Linked DNA regions of Mus musculus: region 2 is linked to region 1. The links are chromatin contacts, called in public HiChIP or PLAC-seq maps. All regions are on one chromosome and are shown on one strand. Each heading gives the region's core, a stretch centred on a gene start, on an enhancer-like site or on the middle of the called end of the contact. The rest is flanking DNA. Distances are from core to core; before and after follow the strand shown.

Region 1 (6,983 bases), core at 2,976-5,475:
TCAGAGAGAGGTGGCAGCCATATGTGTAAAGTCATTGGGGCTGGCAGCAGTGGAGCTTTCCAAAGGATTAGAGCCTAGGACCTAAGCCAGAGAGTTGTCTACTCGTGTTCCTGGCCTGCTGGTTTTCTACTCACCCAGGACAAAGGCTTGCTTCACACTGGTACTGAGCCAGCATGGAACTGTCTCTCTCTAAGCAGGGGACCACCCACTGCTCAGCTGATCCAGAGAGAAAGGTAACTGCAAACACCATCTTAGGGGTCTCCTTGGAGAACCTGGTTTCCAAGAGGCAGCTTGGATTAGGAGGTTTGAAAGCAGCATGGCGTTGCAGTCAAAACTTTAGGAAAGCCACCAGACAGCCTGGTGGCTGAGCCAGGACAGCTGGCTAGCCTCACAGGACAGGCGTCCTAACTGACTGAGGAGCTCATGGCTCTTCCTTTGCTGGGCACGGTTGTTTCAGAGTTCCAACATTATCCCGACCATTATACTGCCATGCCATCAGCTGCCATATCCCCACCCCCACCCTGCCCAGGGCCTAACTTAGTTCATTTTAGTTGTTGACTAGATTAGGGACTCAGAGAAGTGGAAAAACTCACTGTTTGAGGTATGTGGTCTGTCGAGGATGGATGACTCTACAGGTAAGCAGAGGACTGACTGGGCAAGCACCATTCAGTCAGATATGTGAATACCGGGGTGTGTGTGTGTGTGTGTGTGTGTGTGTGTGTGTGTGTGTGTGTAACAAAACACAAAAGGTGATCTAAATCCCAAGAGTCCTGCAGCAGCTTATCTAAAGTGTCTGGGATTAATAACAGAAATTCAGTAGTCATAGGAAAATTACAAATTTTATGAGAAAAAAATCGCCTGCTGCAAATACCAAAATGAACCCTGTAGACATTATTTCACAAGGATTCAAAGGTCTGCAATAAGAATGTGTCAACAGAGTCCCTAGGAACAATGAAAAATTATCTCAGCAAAGAAATAGATGTGGTAAAATATAGAAATGGCAGAACTGAAAAATACAATTAAAATAGATGGCTCAATGGACAGGGCCTGAGATGATGGCTCCGTGCTTAACAGCCCTTGCTGCTCTCGCAGAGAACTCAGGCTCAATTCCCAGTACCCACCAACCGTTTGCATTTGTCCATAACTTTAGTCTGTAGGATCTGGCGCCCTCTTCTGGCTTCCTCGGGCACCAAGAATGCACACAATGAAGATACATACATGAAGCAAAATGCCCATGCACATAAAATAAAAATAAATCTTAAGGAAAACAAAGAAAAACCTCATTGGACAGACTAGGTACTAAACCAAAGACAACAGTACCTAGAATCCGAGAACTTAAGGATATCAGGGTATATTCAGTGTGAAAACCAGAGGTAAAGAAACTGACAACAGACAGACCATTCAGAGCCTTAGTGATCTGGGAGAGACACTCACCTGAACACCTAGGCATCTACGATTCATATCATCAGCATTAATGAGGACAGAGTACAGGGCCCAAAAGTGCTCAGATAGTATCTATCAAGCTCCCAAACTTGGCCAGAGACATAAAAACAAAACAAAACAAAACAAAACAAAACAAAACAAAACAAAAACAAAACCAACAACAATAACAGAAAAAAGCCTCAAGATCTCAAAGGTAATCATAACTAAAGGTTATACCAAAGCAAATTAACGGTAAAACACACAGTAACTTAAATCCCCCCCAAACAAACAAACAAACGAACAAAAACAAAAAAGAGAAAAATCTTTAACAGTCTGAGATGAACGCAGTACCTGTTCAGGAAGATGGAGTGAGTGACAGAAGATCTGAAGCCATCAAGACCAGAAGTTAATGGCACATGGTGATGAATGATGATGAAGGAGGAGGATGGGGGTGAGGAAGAGGAGGAGGTTGAGGAGGAAGAGACCTGTCAACCATGAGCCTTGTATCTGAGAAAGCAATACTGCAGCAATGGAAGGGCTGTGCAGTGAGATGGCTTAGTGAGTTCAGGGGCTTGCTGCCAAGCCAGATGATCTGAATCTCTTGTGTCATTTAAAAATCGTAAACAGACATGTAAGGATGCTCACCCCCAGGAAAGACAAAGGCCCTTACAGGTCAGGATGGCCACACAAAGGTACCAGGTTACAGGACAGATGGAAGAATGGCAGCCTAGCTGCAAGACCCTCACCTAAAATTGGCTCTAGGGCTGTGAAGGGCTGGTTTATCTTCTCTGGAACAGAAGGGAAGGATTTTGAAAAGATAGGTGACAGCCACTACCTGAGGTCCTGTACCCTGGTGGCTAGGGTGCTATTGTAACTCAAAAGCCACTCAGCAGTGTTCCCAGGAGGCCCAGCTGAACTGGGCTTTTTTGTACAGGGCAATGCAGGGAACCTTGTAGGCCCAATGTGGGTACCCGGCCTGACTTCGCTGTTGTGTCCTGGACTAAGCCACCAATGTAACCCTGAGTTTCTTGAAGAAGCTGGAGCCTGGGATTGCCCCCCACTTCCCCGGGGATGGGGGTTACCCCTACTGAAGATGCTGTTGGAAATTTGCTCAGAACTTGATCTCAGAAGGTGACAGCCATCAGCTGGTACCCAGAGTCTTCTGTTCTACTTCAGCCTCTGTGGCCGAAGTCCAGCATGAACTGCACTATTGGAAGGTCCTGCCCGAGCATCCATTGGCGCTTCTCAGCACAGTTCCCAGGAAGCTTCCTGAGATCTGAGGAGAAGGCCATCCCATCCCTGGGAGGACCCAAACATTTGTGGGTTCTATGAAATAGTCCTGGTAGGAATCAGGTCTGGAGTTCACTTCAGTCTCAAGACTCCGCTGGACCAGAGAGACATCCTATGGCTCAAATGGAAAGTAGGCTCGTGCTCTGGACCTGGGCCTATCATCCTTACTTACAGCATCCATGAAGTACCTACAGCCTGCCCAGTGCAGTTGCAAGTAGTATCTGTCTCACCTAACTCTCACAGCTGCCCGGGATGGAGGGCTTAACACGTAACTGCTCATTACTGTCTAATCTCTCTATGTTGTAGCTTTCATTTTCGAATTATTTTGACCCCGCAAGGGATATGACTCTTTAACCTTTGCGTATTCTTTCCAGACAAAGGTCTCCTAAACGAATAAACCACACAACAAATCACTTTTCACGCACACTAATTTCTCATGGCTGATCCGAGGCCTGCAAGATCACACTGGAAAATGCGATTCTCAGTGTCTGCTCTCCTGTCCCTTGCTCTCACAGTCCACTTAGGGGAGGACTTGGTCCCGCCGAAGAAACATTATTTGGCAAATAATCTGATCAATTTCACTTATATTCCTGGCAATGAAATGTTAAGAGCCTACCTCACTGTTACATCATCTGAATAGGGCAGAGTCCGCAGAAGGAGATTGAATTTTGGAGCAAAGATCCAATTTCATGGAAATAAAACGCCTCACTTAAGTACATTTTAAAACTCTTTAGCAGAGTAGTTAATGCCAATTAGATTGTGGGCTGTCTGAATCATGAATTATCAATTCAGACATGATTTTGGTTTTCTTCTATAAGTAACGCCGGTATTTCTTTCTTTCTTTTCTTTTCTTTTCTTTTTTTTTTTTTTTTTAAGAAACTAGGTCATCTGAATTCAGCCATTTGGTCTTGAAAATTTTCTGTGTGCTCAGAAAGCAGTGGTGGGAACGGCCATGCCTGGTCAGCGCTTTGTGTGAGACAGGAGTTGGCATGCCCAGTATATATAGGTTTGATCAAGGGCAAGGATTGTTCTCAGCAAAGCTATTTCGAATAATAATAAAAAAAATACAAAATTAGCTTGGCTTCTGCCCTAAATTCTTTGTGTGGTGTGGAAAGAACACTGGCCAGAGGGTTGGTTAGAGACTTATCAGACAGAGTGGAAACCAACAGCTAACCCAAGCTGAAGCCACACTTGAGGTCCACACTTGAACCCTGTGGAATAATAATACGTGCTGGTTTACACTGCCAGGCCAGTTAGTAACCTTGCCCTGTCCAAACATGATTTCTAATGTGGTGCTTCTCGCTGCATCCCTGCTGGGCCCTTTAAAAGTCACCCTTTCTTTACCACGGGTCACTGCTTCTACATTTGCAAGGCCAGAGACAGATTCAAAGAGTCACATCCGGAACCCTACAACAATGGGCGGGTTGGAGTCCTCAGAGGATACCTGTGTGCCTGGGGCCTGCGCTACGTGCACACACTGTTGTTCTTTGTAACCACAGTGAGGCAGCTCTTCCTCTTTCCAGGATGAGGAAACTACTCAGAACAGTTAGGTGGCTCTGCCAAGGTTACGGTGATGGAGTAGCATAACAGGACTGGACTCCAGACCTCCAGGTCCTTGTGGTCTCTGTTCCTTCCTGCAGAGTGGATGGCAAATAAAGATCACGAATAGAGTCGGGAGAGGCAAGCTTAAGCTGCTGCATATTTAAATTTTCTCTCCCCCTGTTGGGTTATTCACAAGTGTTCCAGGGCCAGCCTCCTAAAGGAGTGCTCCTTACTCAGTAACAGCTATGCGTGCAGAAGCCGCAGCTTTGTCCTTGAATGCTTTCTTGCTGCTTAAATAGGATTTTCTTTGCCTGCCTCATAAGACTGAGGAGGGACTTTGGGTTTCTATGCAACATTGGCCTCGAGGGCGTGAGATGTTTGGAGGTATATTCCCCGCCTTAAGGTAGAGTTGAACAGCACCGGTTGTTTGGAGCAGACAACACTGGAATGCAGTTTGGAGCCTTTAGCCAGTGTGCCTGATACCTCCCTGTGTTCCTGGGTCACATACACTTTCTAGGGATGAAAGGGAACACTCACTGCCTTTTCTTCTTGACACACTTAGATTCCTACCCCGTGACACACAGCCTTCAGCCTACTTAACAGTGTGAACAACTGTGTTGAAATAAGACTAAAAAAAAACTTTGATCTTTGGTGATTTCCCCACTTAAGACAAGTAACCTTTCTCCTGGAAGCCTTTCTCCTAACTCCTGGGAGTTAACTCTTACATTTCTGAGTGCCTTTATTTTCCCTTTCTTATTATTTTGGGGGACAGGGTATGCTTTTCCAAGTCAGGGTTTCTCTGTATAGCCTTGGCTGTCCTGGAGCTCACTCTGTAGACCAGGCTGGCCTCACAAAGATCCACTCGATTCTTCCGAGTGCTGGAATTAAAGGTGTATGCCACTCCAATTGACTCTTGGGAACATTTATAGAGGTCATTTTGTGATTCTTTTTAAAAAGACATCTCTGGTTTTAGGGAATACTGTTGTAGCTTATTGATAATGTTTTACCAACTTGAGAAAGATTGCTCTAGGAGTGGATAAATACTCAGCTGATTAAAACACTACACAATTCGGGATGTCTCATGTTTGTGAGTGATGTGTGTGTGTGTGTGTGTGTGTGTGTATGTGTGTACATGTGTGTGTGTGTGTGTGTGAGTGATGTGTGTGTATGTGTGTATATGTGTGTGTGTGTATATGTGTGTGTGTGTGTGTATGTGTGTATGTGTGTGTATGTGTGTATGTGAGTGATGTGTGTGTATGTGTGTGTGTAGATGTCAAAAGGTAACTTGGGATTAAGGTGTAGAAGAGCCTTTTGTCTATTGAGGACTTCTGAGGAAGAGGACTGAAGAGAGGAGGGGACTGGACATACTGTGTTGGTCTCTCACTGGTCTGGAGTAGCTGCCGGCAGCTCTAGGAAGCTTCTCTTGTTCCTCTTGACCTGACCCAAGCTGGGGGTGGCCCAGAAAGCAGTGGGAACTTGGGAAAGGATCTAAGGATTCACCAACTATCGATTTGGGAAATTTCATTGGGTGTGTGCCATAAAATGCTGGAAGGCGGACTTTCCCAAGAAACCTTTTCTGTAGACTTTTTTTTTTTTTTTTAAATAAATGGCTTGAAAAGGTAATATCCAATCAAACGGGAATGCCTCAATTCTGAAAAGGTGGGGAGGAAGGACAAACTGCTCCCCCGCCCCGTACTTGGCAGTGTCTTGCTTTGGGGAGTGCCCTGCCTCAGCAAATTCTCCGATTCTGGGCTCCGGAGCTGCGGAGCTGCGCTGTCTCTGCCAGCTCTCGTACAGCACGCACGCCCCGTGCATTGGCTTGGTCATTTCCTCCTATTTTTCTGCTTATTCATCCTGTGGCCTGTGTTCCCCTTGACAGACTTTCCCCCCACCCTCCTGTGGGGAGAGATAACATTCTCGGGAGGGACTTTAATCCATCTGATAAGTTCTATTTTTAGCCAAGCCTTTCCTCCTGGCTTCTAACTTTCAGAGGCTCACACACTTCCGAGCCTCCTTTGGCGTTCGTTCTTGCCGTCTTGCGTACTCTTGTGCCTGGGGTTTCCTAACAGACTGTAGTTGAGTGGGGAGCGGGGAAGGTGAATTGACTTCCAGGGCAGGGACACTTTCTCCTGGGTGTGGGGCGCTGTTTTTAGCAGGGCCATTCACTCTTACCTACCTCCTGCTTCCCCTCCAGGCTGTCCACGAATTTCCTTTTGTCAGTAAATTTATGTTATCTTGATAAAGGACACCCATTAAAAAAAAACAAGACAGCTGTGACTTTCGATGATTAGCACAAGGGTCTGGCAGCTAAGATGCCTGCCTGTAGCTACTAAGACTTCTACAGAATGACAACTTAATCTGCAGCCTTTGCATTAAGATTTAATCAAAGCAGCCAGTGTCCGTCCCTCCCCCGCCCCCCCCCCCCCCGTTCCCCATGTCCCCGTCCCCCCCCCCCCATATGAGGGGAGAAGTTTTGGGTTTGCTGTCACATGATCTCTGCCTGTTGCTTTCCCAGATAAGGATATGGGAATAAACTTACCTCAGTACTTTATATAAATGTGTTCTTTTTCTCCTTTTAATCCTTTGGCCCAGAATGGCCCCCCCTCAAATATATATATAAAACAGAAACTCTTCTGACAAGACTACAGAGCTTGAAAAGGAGAATGGGGTATCCCCCTGCCCCAGGAGTGCTCCTGGGAACATTGCTGCCAGGCAATTTAAACTTCAGG
Region 2 (6,991 bases), core at 274-2,773, 150 kb before region 1:
GCAACTTCCTGAGTAACCAAGGCTACACAGCAAAATCCTGTCTTGAAAACCAAAACCAACAACAACAGCAAAAATCCAAATACCCCAGGGTCACATTTTTTTGTGATAGGGCAATGTTAAAATGTAGGGCTGGGGGAAAGTTCAATGGTAGAGGACTTGCTTAGGATATGGGAAGCCCCGGGTTCATCCCTGCACTAAACACAAGATTAATGTGACGATTGCTCTGTGCACTGTGGCTTTATTTTTATATCGCTAGTACACAGGGGAAAAAATAAAATAGATTTTGTCCCTCTCTGTTATTGAAAATGTGGCTAGTTCTTTCAATTCTAGTGCTTAGGAAACTGGAGTGGGTGGAGTTACCAGGATTTTCATTGTTTAGAGGGGAATAGGGCATCCTACAAACATGGCCGTGCCTAATGGCCCTACCCTCATTTACACTGACAATCATGTAGATTCTAAGAGTAAACTTAAATTTAAGGTAGTTTTATATACATAAAAATAGCCCACATGGTATGGAAATTTCCCTATACCCTGCATGCAGTTTCTATTACTAAATCTTAGTTTTCATACTAATTAGCTATAAGCTACCATTGATGCATAATTATTAAAATCTCAACTATAATCAGGTGTCCTTGGTGTTTACCAAGTTTTCTTCTTCTTCTTCTTCTTCTTCTTCTTCTTCTTCTTCTTCTTCTTCTTCTTCTTCTTCTTCTTCTTCTTCTTCTTCTTCTTCTTTCTGAGGATCCTCTGTTTCCATTCACAGGTTCTGAGTGGACACACATTTTAGAGCAGATACCATTCAATTCCGTATTAGGTGAGGGCATTTCTTTTCTTTCTTTCTTTCTTTCTTTCTTTCTTTCTTTCTTTCTTTCTTTCTTTCTTTCTTTCTTCCTTTCTTCCTTCCTTCCTTTCTTTCTTTCTTTCTTTCTTTCTTTCTTTCTTTCTTTCTTTCTTTCTTTCTTTCAATGTGTCTGTTTATCTACTTTTATTTTTGCAACTCCCTTCCAACCGATAAAGTTTATTCTAGTTTGATAAGATAAAATACAACAAATCACACTTAGTGAAGAGTCAGTACTGTAGAAGTTACCGGTGCCAATCGTAGTACCTTGGGCTAGGAATCTTCCTACAAGCACTGCCAAATCACGTTGAAAATTCAGGAAGGAGTGTGGGCTGCTATGCCTGGGAAGTGCCCAGGTCAGAGTAGAGGGCGCCGCGCTCTGACTGCTTCTGGGATGAGCTACTAGCTTCCTGTATGTGGGGTTTCCCCTGGGCTACTTTAGACGCTGCAGCAGTGTGCCCTGTCCTGAACAAACGTGCTGGGAGCAGGGCAGCTTGGAAACTGGGCTGAGATACCTGCAGCTCCATCCCCACCCCAACCCCACCCACCGCTGGATAAACGCTCCCTGGGAGTCAAGACTGTTTTCTCAGGCTGTGAGGAACTGGGGGCCCATAGGGTAGTGATTTCTTTCACGACAGCCACACCCCAGGCTGGCCTTGATTAGTCACAGCACGTGCTTAACTCCGCCTCACTCTGTTCCCCTGATGTTCAGCACGTCCCACCATCCAGCGGTGCGGTGCGTGCTTACCCCTCCCTGGAGCTGGTTGGGTGGAACAAGATCCCCTGTAGCACGTTCCAATGGAGCAGCCGGGAGGCAGGTTTAAAGCTTGGGTTTTCAACACAACTGAGTAAAAAGTCCCTTCTGATAGGTGGAGGTAAGAGAGGGATTGTCTCAGGGGGTGGAAGGTGTCTAAAGCGAAGGAAGAGGGAGGAACAAGAGAGGCCAGTGAGAGAAAACAAAACATTGCTTTGTCTTGTTTCATATTCTGAGTATAGATGTAAACACACACACACACACACATGCACACGCACACGCACGTGATGTGAGAGCAGAAAGGAGACTATTTGTAGGGAGGAAGGGAACCATCTGGGGTAGGGGGCAGTTAGGGAGTCAAATATGAGCAAAGTGCAAAAATAAACATGTATGAAAATGTGAAGCCCATTATTTTGTGCATACAAACTTAAGAAAAAAACAACCGATAACTGGATCTTTAAGGGGGTAGTGGTGGTGATTTAAAAAAAAAAAAAAACAACTGTTTCTAGACCTGAAACTCTTAAAGAATGTCACAATCAAGTACAGTCTCTCAGATGACTGGTGACCGGCTTTCTTCGTTTCCACACAGCCGTTTAAAACCCTTTAGCAGGGTAAAAGGCAACCCAAGGGTAAGAAAAAATCTCTCCCAAATCGGCTCCATCCTGGACCCAAGGCCACGCCTTCCTGATCTACGTGCAGTCGCTGTTTGCTGGACTTCCTGTGTCCACTTCTGGGGACTTTGCTTCATCATCCCATCCCGTCCTGTCCCTTGACACGACTTTGGTTCCCATTTCATGGAAGGGACTAGAAACTCATTAACTAACGCCCCACGTCTTAGTTATTGGCACCCTAAGTCTAAGTCTGCGTGACCCCAGCCCTGGGGCTCGGCTCACTCCCTTGACTCTCAGAGGAAACAGCGCTGGAAGAAGTCTCTCTGCAGACAGGCCGAGAGCCATGGTCATCCTAGCTGTGAGCTGCTGTACTTTTTATTTCCCGTATCACCATTTTGTCAGTGTGCCACATTCAATAGCTCACCTGATTTTTTCACTACTATGTGTGCTTTACCCAAGACGTGTGCTCCAGGTCCACATCTTTATGCATTTGCCATACCACTTACCCTTGGATGTGCAATTATTTTTAACTAGAATATGCAGAAAAGTCCAAATGAAAAAAAAAAATAGTGATCACCCATATTCCTGTAGTCCACAGTTAGCCAATGTTGGCATACTTGCTTCTAGGGTTGATCTGGGCCTTAAAACAGAACAAGCTACCTACTATTCTTGCACATTCCATGAAGTGATGGTTGGAGCACAGAAGAAAGCCAAGTTGCCTGAACATCGTAACAGAGGCACTCCTTCTTTCTCTATTCAGAAATAGCTATAAGTGTGTATTCCTTCTCTCAGTATTAAAAATATTTACATGTGCAAAATATAGGAACTCTTCCTGTCTATATCTTCTTTTCTTAGATGATATCATGTGACATATGTCATTTTGCATCTTGCTGTTTTATTCAATGTCTTTTGGAAACATATCCACATATATACAGGTTAGTTCTTGTGAAGAGCTGTAATGGTATGTTACTGTATGAATATCCCATGTACAACTTAGGCATAAGTGCACTTGAATGTCTGTTACTTTGCTATTATGAGCAGTACTAACTCAGCCACCTGGATCCTCAGGATTCCCACCCTGCATAGCCCATATTCACGTGTGATTGAGCCTTCTGGAGTTGTGTACAATAGCCTGCTCTGCTGTGTCTGATGGCTTTGGCCTTCATCGCCTGTATTCATGCCTGTAGCAGTATTTACTGAGTGTCTACTAAGCATAGTACTTAGCTCTGGTGCTTTCCTTAGTACTTACTGAGTGTCTACTAAGCATAGTACTTAGCTCTGGTGCTTTTCTTGAGTACTTACTGAGTGTTACTTACTGAGTGTCTACTAAGCATAGTACTTAGCTCTGGTGCTTTCCTTGAGTACTTACTGAGTGTCTACTAAGCACAGTACTTAGCTCTGGTGCTTTCCTTGAGTACTTACTGAGTGTCTACTAAGCACAGTACTTAGCTCTGGTGCTTTCCTTGTATTAATGCAGAGACTTGGGTCTCTGAAAAGTCCTGGAACATGAGCACTGACTTCACCATTCTTGTTTTTTGAAGGAGGGAGACAGAGATGCTGCTCATGGCTTGGCTAAGGTCACATAGCCTGCAAGTTGTAGAATCTGAACAGTCCAGCCACTGGGTGCTGGGCCTCCTTTATCTTTAGCTCTACGTGGTTAGTGGCTTCACCCAGCCACCGACCCTGAAGCTGGGACCTTGGGATAGTACTTATTTTTGCACTACCTGAGCCCAGACAGTAGCTTTCATTCTGGGGTCCATATTGCTCTGTTAAACCACTTTGCTTTTTATTCTCTCTCCCTTTTCTCTCTTCCCTTCTCCATATATTTCTTTCCCTTCAAAAGCACCCTTCTGTCTCTGAGACCTCTGCTTGCTTCTCTCACGGGTTTTGAAAAAGTAACATTTCGGCTGGTGAGATGGTTCAGCTGCTGAAGGTGCTGACTGCCAAGCAGAAGATCTGAGTTCAATACCAGGAATGCACAGAGTGGAAGGAGACAATAATATCCACAATTGTCCTCTGACCTCCACAAGAGAGCTGAGCCATGTGAGCTGTGTGTGTGTGTGTGTGTGTGTGTGTGTGTGTGTGTGTGTGTGTGAAAAGAAAAAAGTGACATTAGCCCAGGTGTGGTGGTGCACACCTTTAATCCTAGGAGTCAGGCAGGTGGATTTTTATGAATTTGAGGCCAGCCTGGTCTGCATAGTGAGTTCCAGGACAGCCAGGGCTATGCAGAGATGCCCTATCTTAAGCCCAAACAAAGTAATCAAAAAACTAACAAAACAAAACAAGAGAAAGGAAGAAAGAAAGAAAGAAAGAAAGAAAGAAAGAAAGAAAGAAAGAAAGAAAGAAAGAAAGAAAGAAGGAAAGAAAGGAAGGAAGAAAGAAAGAAAGAAAGAAAGAAAGAAAGAAAGAAAGAAAGAAAAGGGAGTGAAATTTGCATATCACAAATGCAGGAAGAAAGAAAGCCTTTTTATAATGTGCCCTAATTTGGGGGGGGGGGGGAGTACTTGGAAGAGTTAAAGGAGGCTTGCCATTCTTTTGTTCCCTCCGGAGACTCAGACTTTCAACCCTGTAGGTCCAGAACTTAACTGGAGTTCCTGCAGCATTCACACATTCAGCGAAGAGTGCTTCTAATTCTGTCTTTCAGCCGTCAGGCACGTAGGCAATTTCCTTTTATAAAGTTGGTGGTTAGAACTAAACAGGTGCAAGTTACAGGAAATGCAAACTATTCCCCACACCAAGAGAGATGCAGTTGATAAGGGACTCCCCGCCCCCACCCCCTTCAAAAGTTCCCTCCATCAGCTCCCAGTCTCCCAGGGTCTTGACTCCTACAGCACCCCTCCCTCCCTCGCATCCCTGTCAGTGAGCCAGCCAGCCAGCCAGCCAGCCAGTCTGCAAGCCTGAGTGCTCTCTCTACAAAGAAACATCAGGACTAGGAGAAGGTCAAGATCATGCAAAGGAAGGACCACCCTCAGGCTCCTCTCGGCCCTTACCCTCCTGCCCCTCTTTCTGTGAAAACGAGCCTACCTAGCATCTTGGGGCTGGGGACCCCTCTGAGCGTGTGGAACCCGCAGGCGGGCTAAGCGGGGGCGGTCCCCTGCCGGGAGGTGGGCAGGGTTCACCGAGCAGATGGTGCTGACTCACGCTCTCGCTACGTGAGCCTTGGTGGCAGGCAGGGCCAGGTTGGGCCGGGCGGGACCGGGACTGAGTCCTGCCTGGTGCCTGGCTACCTGCCCGCGGCTCACCCCGAGGGACTTCGCCCTGGCCCCAGTGCAGCCCCACCCTGATGGCCCTGAGGATGGCTTTACAGTGGGAGCTGATCTTTGGTCCCAGGTGCAGCTAGACAGGAGAAATCCGGGTTTCTGTACATGCCCTTCCCTCGAGCCTCTTCTTGACCTCCTGGGAGTCCACAGAAGCCCCGGAGCTGGCCCCTGGCTTCTTTCTTTTATGGCCTCTTATCTAAGTGAAGACGTTTCAGAATTACTCTAGGTTTTTTGTTGCTTTCAAAAATCTCTTGGTCTCTAAGCAACCCAGTGTGATGTAGAAAGGACAGGCTCCCTTTATCCATTGACAGCGAGGAGCTCAAGACCCGCCTTTGTTCAATGTTTTATCAGTTGACCACAAAGAGAACTTTTAGCACCGCACAGAGGAGCACTTGGCATTAACGTAACCTTCTTTGGTGACAGGTCCCAGTCTCATGTTTCAGTGGAAAGTCAGGTGACAGAGAAAAGGGGATCCAAGTGTATTGGTATACGCCCCAGACTGAAAAATCAGAAGTCAAGGTCATTCTTAGCTACCTAGCCAGTTCAAGGCCAGCACAGGCCAGCACAGGCTGGCTACCTGGTCTCCACAAGCCTTCACACTCCGCCAAAATCAAGTGGGGATTCTAATGAATGTGTCAAATTACCCCCACTTTTTCTTTAGTGCTGCCCTTTCTGGCACAGTTAAAGGGAGAGTAGTGCTTGCAGGGGACTAGGCAGGTCTTTGGGTGTGGTGGTGGGGATACTGACTTTCAGCTTCAAGTGCAGCGGGTGGTCCCTGGGCTTGTAACACCAACAGGATAGCCTAGGGGTCCTGAGCGGCCCCTATGGATACCTGACTTATTTCAGGGCTGCAGTAAGGCGCTAGCTGCAAATGGCATTTCTGTAGCTGCAATGGTCGTGGCAATGAAACAGGATATTCTTTTCTTTGTTGAAGATAACTGGATGGGGAAAATGTCAGTCATTGACTACTTCAGAAAAGCCTGCTTTGCTCTTGTTTGTTTGTCTTGGGAAACCAGTAGAAACAAGCAAAACTGAAATGAACTTTGGGTTGTGGGGGTGGCAGCAGGTGGCATCTCCTGTCTTTAATCCTAGCACTCAGGAGGCAGAAGCAAGCAGTTACAAAACCAAGAGTTCAAGGGCAGCCTGAACTACATTTGAATTCCAGGGCTACACAGAGAAACCTTGTCTCAACAAAACAAAACAAAACAAACAAAAACCCAGGACCAACAACAACAAAAACAAAACCCCAAACAAAACTAAACAAACAAGGAAAGAAAAGCACAAACGAAGGGGGTGGATTCCACTTTAGGCAGAGCTCCGGGTTACAGAACTGCCTTTCAGTTTTGCTTATTATGTAGGCTGGGCTTTGTTCTGGTTTGTTTTACTGTTTTGGGAAAGGGGATTCCCCAAGGCTTCCTAGAGGAAAAGATTAATACATATCTCATAAAAGAATAAAGCTAAATACCCAGAATAGGAAGACAAGAGTCCTTAAATTCCACAGGAACACACAACATGTTATTTCTGGTAT

Evidence for each region. HiChIP or PLAC-seq counts read pairs in DNA pulled down with a chosen protein or histone mark.
Region 2: a contact with region 1 is called in an H3K27ac HiChIP or PLAC-seq map of embryonic stem cells, with 2.4 times the contacts expected there. The contact joins two enhancer-like sites. A contact is called at or near these places in 19 of 484 Hi-C or Micro-C datasets (the HL-1 cell line, embryonic stem cells, extraembryonic ectoderm and 1 more), 21 of 115 datasets of contacts at active chromatin or transcription factors (acute myeloid leukemia, differentiating embryonic stem cells, embryonic stem cells and 5 more) and 1 of 9 other capture datasets (embryonic stem cells).

What each region holds. Positions count from the first base shown.
Region 1 is chr12:54,162,098-54,169,080 of GRCm38.p6, reverse strand. No RefSeq gene overlaps it. Among named protein-coding and RNA genes, the nearest start is that of Gm40424, 11 kb to the left of the region's middle. Within about 2 kb of position 4,225, at least 119 of the 459 cell types and tissues checked have an H3K27ac peak or open chromatin away from gene starts, as enhancers often do. A contact at or near this core is called in differentiating embryonic stem cells, embryonic stem cells and extraembryonic ectoderm, where this site is marked.
Region 2 is chr12:54,311,638-54,318,628 of GRCm38.p6, reverse strand. No RefSeq gene overlaps it. Among named protein-coding and RNA genes, the nearest start is that of Gm35895, 36 kb to the left of the region's middle. Within about 2 kb of position 1,523, at least 95 of the 459 cell types and tissues checked have an H3K27ac peak or open chromatin away from gene starts, as enhancers often do. A contact at or near this core is called in differentiating embryonic stem cells, embryonic stem cells and extraembryonic ectoderm, where this site is marked.